Regions from separate parts of the Mus musculus genome. Here region 2 is linked to region 1. Evidence: chromatin contacts called from public Micro-C data. All regions are on one chromosome and are shown on one strand. The core of a region is the stretch at or near the end of the contact, and the rest is flanking DNA. Distances in the headings are between cores, read along the strand shown. Region 1 overlaps Greb1 (gene regulated by estrogen in breast cancer protein). Region 2 overlaps Greb1 (gene regulated by estrogen in breast cancer protein).

Region 1 (4,225 bases), core at 346-2,845:
ATAATCCCACTAGATACTCCCAGCATTGTTAGCTAAGGCTGCCCTCATATACCACAGAAGTCAGTTTCCCTGAGGAGAAAGAAGACACTGAGGACAGGGGAACATATATATCTATTTGGTGACAAGTTCATAACTAGAAATGCACATCTTTTACCCTCCACTAACCAAACTTTTTTTTTTAACATGGCTATGTTAATTCTTTTTTTTTTTTTAGATTCTTTTTTTTCCCATTTTTTATTAGGTATTTAGCTCATTTACATTTCCAATGCTATACCAAAAGTCCCCCATACCCACCCACCTCCACTCCCCTACCCACCCACTCCCCCTTTTTGGCCCTGGCGTTCCCCTGTACTGGGGCATATAAAATTTGCATGTCCAATGGGCCTCTCTTTCCAGTGATGGCCGACTAGGCCCTCTTTTGATACATATGCAGCTAGAGTCAAGAGCTCCGGGGTACTGGTTAGTTCATAATGTTGTTCCACCTATAGGGTTGCAGATCCCTTTAGCTCCTTGGGTTCTTTCTCTAGCTCCTCCATTGGGAGCCCTGTGATCCATCCATTAGCTGACTGTGAGCATCTACTTCTGTGTTTGCTAGGCCCCGGCATAGTCTTACAAGAGACAGCTACATCTGGGTCCTTTCGATAAAATCTTGCTAGTGTATGCAATGGTGTCAGCGTTTGGATGCTGATTATGGGGTGGATCCCTGGATATAGCAGTCTCTACATGGTCCATCCTTTCATCTCAGCTCCAAACTTTGTCTCTGTAACTTCTTCCATGGGTGTTTTGTTCCCAATTCTAAGGAGGGGCATAGTGTCCACACTTCAGTCTTCATTCTTCTTGAGTTTCATGTGTTTAGCAAATTGTATCTTATATCTTGAGAATCCTAGGTTTGGGGCTAATATCCACTTAACTTTTAACGTATCTCAATCACAAGAAGTTCCTGGGGCTCTCATGAACTCTGTGGTAGTTCCTTCCTTCAACCTGCAGAGAGCAGTGTCGGGGCTGAACCAGATTCTGGTAAGTTGCTCACTTAATACCAAATAGCATCGCTAACAGGATATATCTCAAGCCAGCTGATTTCTAATAATACATAAGAAGCAATGTAGCCTATGCACTTTGGACAAGAGTGAAGTAAGACATCCAGTGTAGCCTCACTCTGTGTGTGTGTGTGTGTGTGTGTGTGTGTGTGTGTGTGTGTGTGTTATTACCCATGTGTTCACATGCCCGCATAGGTGCATGTAGAAGCTAGAGGTTGACCAGATGTCTTCCTCAAGAGTTTTTTTTTTTTTTCCATTTTATTTTTTGAGATAGGATCTTGCCTGAATTTGAAGCTCACCAATTGGATAGATGGGCTAATCAGCAGGCCCCTGAGATCTACCTGTCTCAACTGACTCCCTTAGCTACAGACATGCACTGGCATGCTCATCTTTTTACTTGGATGCTGGGGATCTGAGCTCAGGTCTTCATGTGTGGGCATCAAGCACTTCGCCAACTGAAGCTGTCTCCCTAGCCCCTGACCTTCACTCTTGATGGTCTGAGGGTGTGAACAAATCAGACTGGCGTCCTCATACTTCGGGTCATGAATGATGTAATCAAAAGGCATCTTCTGGAAGAGCTCCAGGTCTGGCCAGGGGTCGGCCAGCTGGAGGTAACGCCACTCCGATTCCTCTCGGAAGCCTGTGAGATTGGCAGGAAAAGAGACACATGAGAAACGAGATGTAAGGCTGGGTTATTTAACTGTGCCCAAGGATGGCGTGTGGAACCTAATCACTGTCAATCTACAGCTTTTGGGGGACCTCTACTATATCTAAAAAGCTTCTGACATGGCTATATTTCAGGATGGCTCTAATAGGACAAGGTCATGCACTGAGATATGTCTCCACTCAGGTGAATAGCCTTCACTCTGTCTCATGTAGATGCAGGTCTGCTCTCTGCTCCATACACTGGCTTCCAATCCTCCACAATCCTGAGCCTTGGGCTCATGCTGCCTTCTAGAAACACCTATTTTATGCACAGCTCGAGCTTGTGCTTGTGGTACCTGTGCAAGTCTCTTTCTTACTCTATCATCTAAGCCACCCCAGCCAGTGTGACTCAGTTGGTGTCGCTCTACCTCTAGAAAGTACTTGAGCTACGGCTTTCCACAGCAAAGATCAGCGACACTCACAACATAACCCACATTTTACACTTGCCAGCAGTCTCTTAGACTAAGCTTGGTTCAGCCTTCTGGTACTCATCAAGATTAGCCAGCCAAAAAACTAATTGGTCCAGTTCCAATTACATGATAGATTGATAGCCTATATTATGGTGAATGTGTACTATAGAGAAGGTTATAGGTGCCAATTTAAGTATATACCATATACCTGGGCAGTAGACATGACCACAAGGAGGAAGGAATTTACCAGACCTTTAATAGGCACTTCATACCCATGAAAGAGGAAGTATCGACAGTTTGCAAAGAAAACAAACAAACAAACAAAACAACAACAACAACAACAACAATAAACCCCGATGTAATAGAGTAGTTAAGAAAACACCCATTCAGGTTTGATGAAGTGTGTTCAAATCCTGTCTTCATCACTGTTCTATCCAAGAAAGCAAGGTGACAGACACTCAACAGCTCCTGGTGTGGGAAAACCACAGAAACTACAAGGAGAGGGCTGGATGGGAATACTGGATCAAAGATTTTCCTGATCAAGCTCAGGCTCAGATAGTGCTCACAGGAGTTTCCTGACTCCAGTGTGGTGCAGCTGGTGACCTCTGCATGGCAGTCAATTCCCCCTACACAAGGGCACAGGTATGTTTGCAGGACAAGTCCATATGGGAACGATATGGATGCATTATGAACAGGATGAGGGGGGAAACAGTGTGTACTTTATCATCAGCACAGGGCATATGCAGAAAGATGTTTGCCTTCCTCCAATCAAATCTACTCAGAAAACAGGATTCAGACACCTTCTTCTCCCAGTATATACAGTTCTTTCTCCCCTAAATGTTGTCCTGGATATTTGGTTGTCTTAGCTGGGGGACCCTCCCTGATAAAGAACTCCACATTCTACAGGCCATGAACCAGTGAAGCCCAGTTCCTGCTTTGGTACTGCTTAGCTCGGCTCCTAACATAAGAGGTCAATAGCCTAGCTCACAGGGCTGCTGTATTGAAGATCAAATGGAGATAGAATCTATCACAGTGTTTGACACATGGAAAGTAGTCAATAAGTAAGCCTGGATTGTTTCAGCATTAGTAACTCTATCCTTACAAAATTCTATATTAAGAATCATTCTATATGAAGGAAAAAATGACTACAAGAAAGAAAAGACCCTTGGGACAAGCCAAACTGTGAACCTGAGAACCCATTCTGATAGGCGGAAGGAGACACAGTTACCATGGCCACTGACAAAGGTCGAAGGATACTTGCCCAAGCCCAAGGGTCACCAGACACAACTCACTGGTATTGATCTCTTCTTCGTCGTAAACATCCACTTCTGTCAGCCGAATCAGCATCCTGGACAAGATACTGAGGAACTGCAGGTAGGCACCTGTCTTCCCAATCTGTGAAGACACTAGAATCAGAGCCCAGAGATAGGAAGCCTGTCCCCGTGCTGAACACCAACCAGAACATCCTCCTGCCTCCTGAAGTCTCCTGGAAAGGCACATCATAGCAATGAGAACCATGTGGGTGCACGGCATTCACCAATGCATTGAACAAAGCAAGGATATGTACTAGATCTGCCTTCATCCAGGGACATGGCATGTGCATGCATACATGTGTGCACATGTGTGTGTGTGTGTATGTGTGTGTGTATGTGCATATACACACGAAATAAAATTATTGACAAAGGACCAACGATCAATGGTCATATTCAATAGGCTCAATCTTACTATCGCACTTGTGCATGTTCATGCATGTAAAGGCCAGAGGTCAACCTTGGTTGTCACTCTTCAGATACCATCCACCTCAGTTTTTGACATAGAGTCTCTCCATTGGCCTAGAACTCACTAATTATGCTAGGCTATCCCAGGGAGCCTCCTGTCTCTACCTCCTCAGTACCGTGATTACAGGTGTCAATCCCAGGCCTGGATTTCTATGTGGGTGCTGGGGCATAGAACTCGGGTCCTCATGCTTGCATGACAAGCACCTTGCCAACAGATCCATCACCCCAACTCCATTTTTCCTATTTTTCAGTTAGTAAAAGTAATGTATAGTCATTTCAGACAAAGAGAAAACTT
Region 2 (3,926 bases), core at 135-2,634, 100 kb after region 1:
AACACAATAGCAATGGCCATCCAGATGATTCAGAGGGTAAAGGCACTTGCTGCCTATCCTACTGACGCTTGGACCCACATGGTAGGACAGAACTGTGCCAAGTTGTCCTCTGACCTGCTATGGCTTGTGCACATGTATACACACACACATGCTCTCTCTCTCTCTCTCTCTCTCTCTCTCTCTCTCTCTCTCTCTCTCTCTCTCTCACACACACACACACACACACACACACACACACACACACACCAAAACAAACAAAAAAAGTGTAAAGATTGATGGTGCCCCCAAATGCTGACAGTGCTTATCTCTAGAAAAAGGAATTTATTTCTTGTTTTGCTTTCTCTTCCACTTATACATTTTCTGCCACCAGCACATATCATCTTTGATTCTGAACAGAATGCTTTTCAATCTTTTAATCAGATAAAGAAATCAATATATTTTCCTCCAAACAAATCAGAGAGCCGGACAGAATTGGCAAATGCTAATGTCGTTGATCAACCCCTGCCTACAATTAACAGTGGGTGTTAGCTCAGGGCTCCCTCACCCTGGCTCCCCACAGGGAGACCTCCTTGTGCTGGCAGGGCAAAGGATGAGGCCAGATAACAGTCTGTAGACATGCCTTTGATGTCCTCGGCCTTCCCTGGGACAGCAGACCAGGGGAAACAAAAGCCCATTCTGCAGCTTTGGCCACAGCCGGACCCCAGGCTCCCCACCTTTTAATACTGCTGGGCTCTCTGGTATGACCTCTGCCCCCACACACAAAGGCCTCATTCAGCAGCATGGCCAGCCATGTTGAAAATTCTCTCCAGATTCAGCCATTGAGAGAATTTTTGTTTCCAAACTAGCTTTGTCTTTCCATGACTCAACTGGACTGAGAAAGGGGTTTTGGAATGAATTGCCAAAAAAAAAAAAAAAAAAAAAAAAAAAAAAAAGATAATTTCTTCCAAAATAATTTAGGGTTCACAAGAATTTTTTCAGGACAAGAAAATTTCAGATACAGTTTGCATAATTGTATTTTTTTCCTTAATTTCTCCAGTGAGCACATCTGTGTATTAGAACATTTTTTAAAGTTATCAGTATCCTTAACAAATGGAAACTCACATTTCCCAGACTGCATTTAAATTCCACATATTGGCTACCCAGGTTTCTAAACCCAACTTCTCAAACCTCTTCAGTGGGTGGGGAGGTCTGATAGGAGCTGATAGCTAAAATTGGCCAGCAGTTTAGGCAAGGCAGTCCCTGAAGGAGCCCAGGCAGGTCATGCCCCATACCAACCACAAGGTTAACTTCACCCTACAGGTCAGGGTGCCCCAGATCAGCCTAGGATACTGCAGGCTGCCAGACGCCATCAGCACAGCCAGTCCGTCTGCCCTGACTCATATCCCCACTCAGCTACTGCACAATCTTGACTCACAGTGTCCTAAAGCTGACTGTATTCATGGCTATCTGGATGCCTAGAGTTACCTTAAAAACACATCTACAGCAACAACTTTGGTTTTTTTGAGACGAGGGGCTCGGGTAGCCCAGGCTAGCCTCAAATCCTCTGTGTAGCCAAAGATGCTCTTGAACTGCTGATTTCCTGCCTCCACCTCCAGCCTGCCCAGTTCACAGGCATACGCCATACACACGGTTTATGCTGGGGGTGGAGCCCAGTGCTCTGTCAATTTCTCTCTCCTCCAGTTCAAAGAAAGATCAACTCTGACCATCTTAGAAATCAGCTCGAAAGCAATTCAGCGGAGGTGAGGAAGCTTTTCCAACAAACGGTACTGGAACAACCCAGCAAGGAAGTGAACCTGGACCTAAACCACAGCACCTTTAACAACAGTTGACTCCCAGAGGCCCACAGACTCAAAGAAAGCATGTGACCAGAATGCAGTTCTTTAAATAATAGAATGTTTTTGTGAACTAGAGTTAGTCAAAGAGCTTATTAATTTAACATCAAAAGCATATTACACAAACACACTTATAGATGCACACACAGACATACATATACAAGCATACAGAGATACACAGATACACACAGATAGATGATAGATACACACACAGAGAGACACACAGACATACATATACAAATACCCGCACAGAGAGACACATAGATACACACATTCAGACATATATATATATATATATATATACAAATACACATACATATATAGACACACAGACAAAGGCACACACAGAGAAACATTTATATACAAACACACACACAATATAGATACACAGACATACATATACAAAAACCCACACAAAGAGACACACAAACAAATATATATATTCAAATACACACACAGACACAAACACACACATAGGGGTACATGCAAACATACATATATAAGTACCCACACAGAGAGGTACACAGATACACACACTCAGACATATATATACAAATACACTCACATAGAGACACATAGACACACATAGAGGCACATGCAGACATATATATATATATATATATATATATATATATATATATATATATATACACACACACACACACACACACACACAAATACATACACAGAGAGACACACAGTTACACAGACACACATAGGGGCACACGCAGACATACATATACAAATACACACACACAGCTGATACACTAGACTTTAATAAGAATTCTGCTCTGCCAAAGCCCATGCTAAGAAAATGAAGAAACAAGGCACACGTGGAAGGAGACGCTCACAAAGTATGCATCCAGGGGAGAGCAAAGCCCAACAGTGCAATCAGAAAGTGGGCCAAAGGTGTGAAGTGTCACTTTACTAAAGCAGAAAGGATAGACAGCAGAGAACCTGGAGAGGGGGCAAGAGGGATCGCTTAGGGGTTCAGAGAGCTTGTGGCTTATACAGAGGACCTAAGTTTAGTTCCCAGCACCCACAGATGGCAGCTCACAACCACCAATCCCAAAGGGATCCAATGCCCTCTTCTGGCCTCTGTGGACACCCTCACATATGTAGTATACACACATACATAAAAACAAACCTTTTAAAAGGACAATAAGACACCACCACATACCTTGCAGAAAGGCTAAGTGGGAAGTGGTAATACCAAAGACTGACAAAGACGCAGAGACCCTAGAACCTTGTGCCTAGCTATGAGGATATAAAGGAACACGGTCACACTGGCACACTACTTCACAACTTCTCATAAAATTAACCATGTAGGGGTTGGGAGATGGCTCAGAGGTTTAGAGCACTGACTGCTCTCCCAGAGGACTGAGGCTTGAGTCCCAGTACCCACATGGTGACTCACAACCATCTGTAACTCCAGTTCCAGAGGATTTGATGTCCTCTTCTGGCCTCTGCAAGCACCTGACCTGAATGTAGCACACAGACATATGTGCAGACCAAAATACACAGACACGCACATTAAAATTTTTAATTAAAAAAGTAAGCATGGAAGTAACATAAAACCTAGCAATGATGACCTTAAGTATTGCCCTAATTGGGGTTACTATTGCTATGATAAAATACCATGACCAAAAGCAAGTTGGGGAGGAAAGGGTTTATTTGGCTTACACTTCCATTGCTGAAGGAATTCAGGGCAGAAACTTAAACAGGACAGGCATCTGGAGGCAGGAGCTGATGAAGAGGCCATGGAGGGATGCTGCTTACTAACTTGCTTCCCCATGACTTGCTCAGTCGACATTGTTATAGAACCCAGGACCACCAGCCCAAAGGAGGACCCGCCTACGGTGAACTGGGCCCTCCCCCATCAATCACTGGTTAAGAAAAAGCCCTACAGGCTTCCCTCAGGTGGTGGGAACACCTGATCTGAATGAAAAGCCAGGAGCTTCTGGGAGAGAGAATCAGAGCGTCCCCCCCCCCGCCCCCCCCCCCCCCCCCGCCGAGCCATCTTCAGGAGCAATTTGGTGGGGAGACTTGCACAGGAGCACTCACTAGCAACCCTCCTCACCTAAGAGAGACATT

Evidence for each region. Hi-C and Micro-C count contacts between places; a contact is called where the count stands out from the background.
Region 2: a contact with region 1 is called in a Micro-C map of granulosa cells, with 2.2 times the contacts expected there. The contact joins two enhancer-like sites. A contact is called at or near these places in 10 of 39 promoter capture datasets (3T3-L1-derived adipocytes, the HPC-7 cell line, embryonic stem cells and 4 more), 1 of 484 Hi-C or Micro-C datasets (granulosa cells), 1 of 115 datasets of contacts at active chromatin or transcription factors (stem cell-derived neural progenitor cells) and 3 of 9 other capture datasets (adipose tissue, liver and pancreatic islet).

What each region holds. Positions count from the first base shown.
Region 1 is chr12:16,689,241-16,693,465 of GRCm38.p6, forward strand. Greb1 (gene regulated by estrogen in breast cancer protein) reads right to left here. Exons shown (of 35, transcript NM_015764.4): 25 at 3,445-3,547; 26 at 1,519-1,677. Among named protein-coding and RNA genes, the nearest start is that of Ntsr2, 38 kb to the left of the region's middle. Within about 2 kb of position 1,596, at least 1 of the 459 cell types and tissues checked has an H3K27ac peak or open chromatin away from gene starts, as enhancers often do. A contact at or near this core is called in granulosa cells, where this site is marked.
Region 2 is chr12:16,789,312-16,793,237 of GRCm38.p6, forward strand. The region is part of intron 1 of Greb1 (gene regulated by estrogen in breast cancer protein); the gene reads right to left. Among named protein-coding and RNA genes, the nearest start is that of Greb1, 9.6 kb to the right of the region's middle. Within about 2 kb of position 1,385, at least 73 of the 459 cell types and tissues checked have an H3K27ac peak or open chromatin away from gene starts, as enhancers often do. A contact at or near this core is called in granulosa cells, where this site is marked.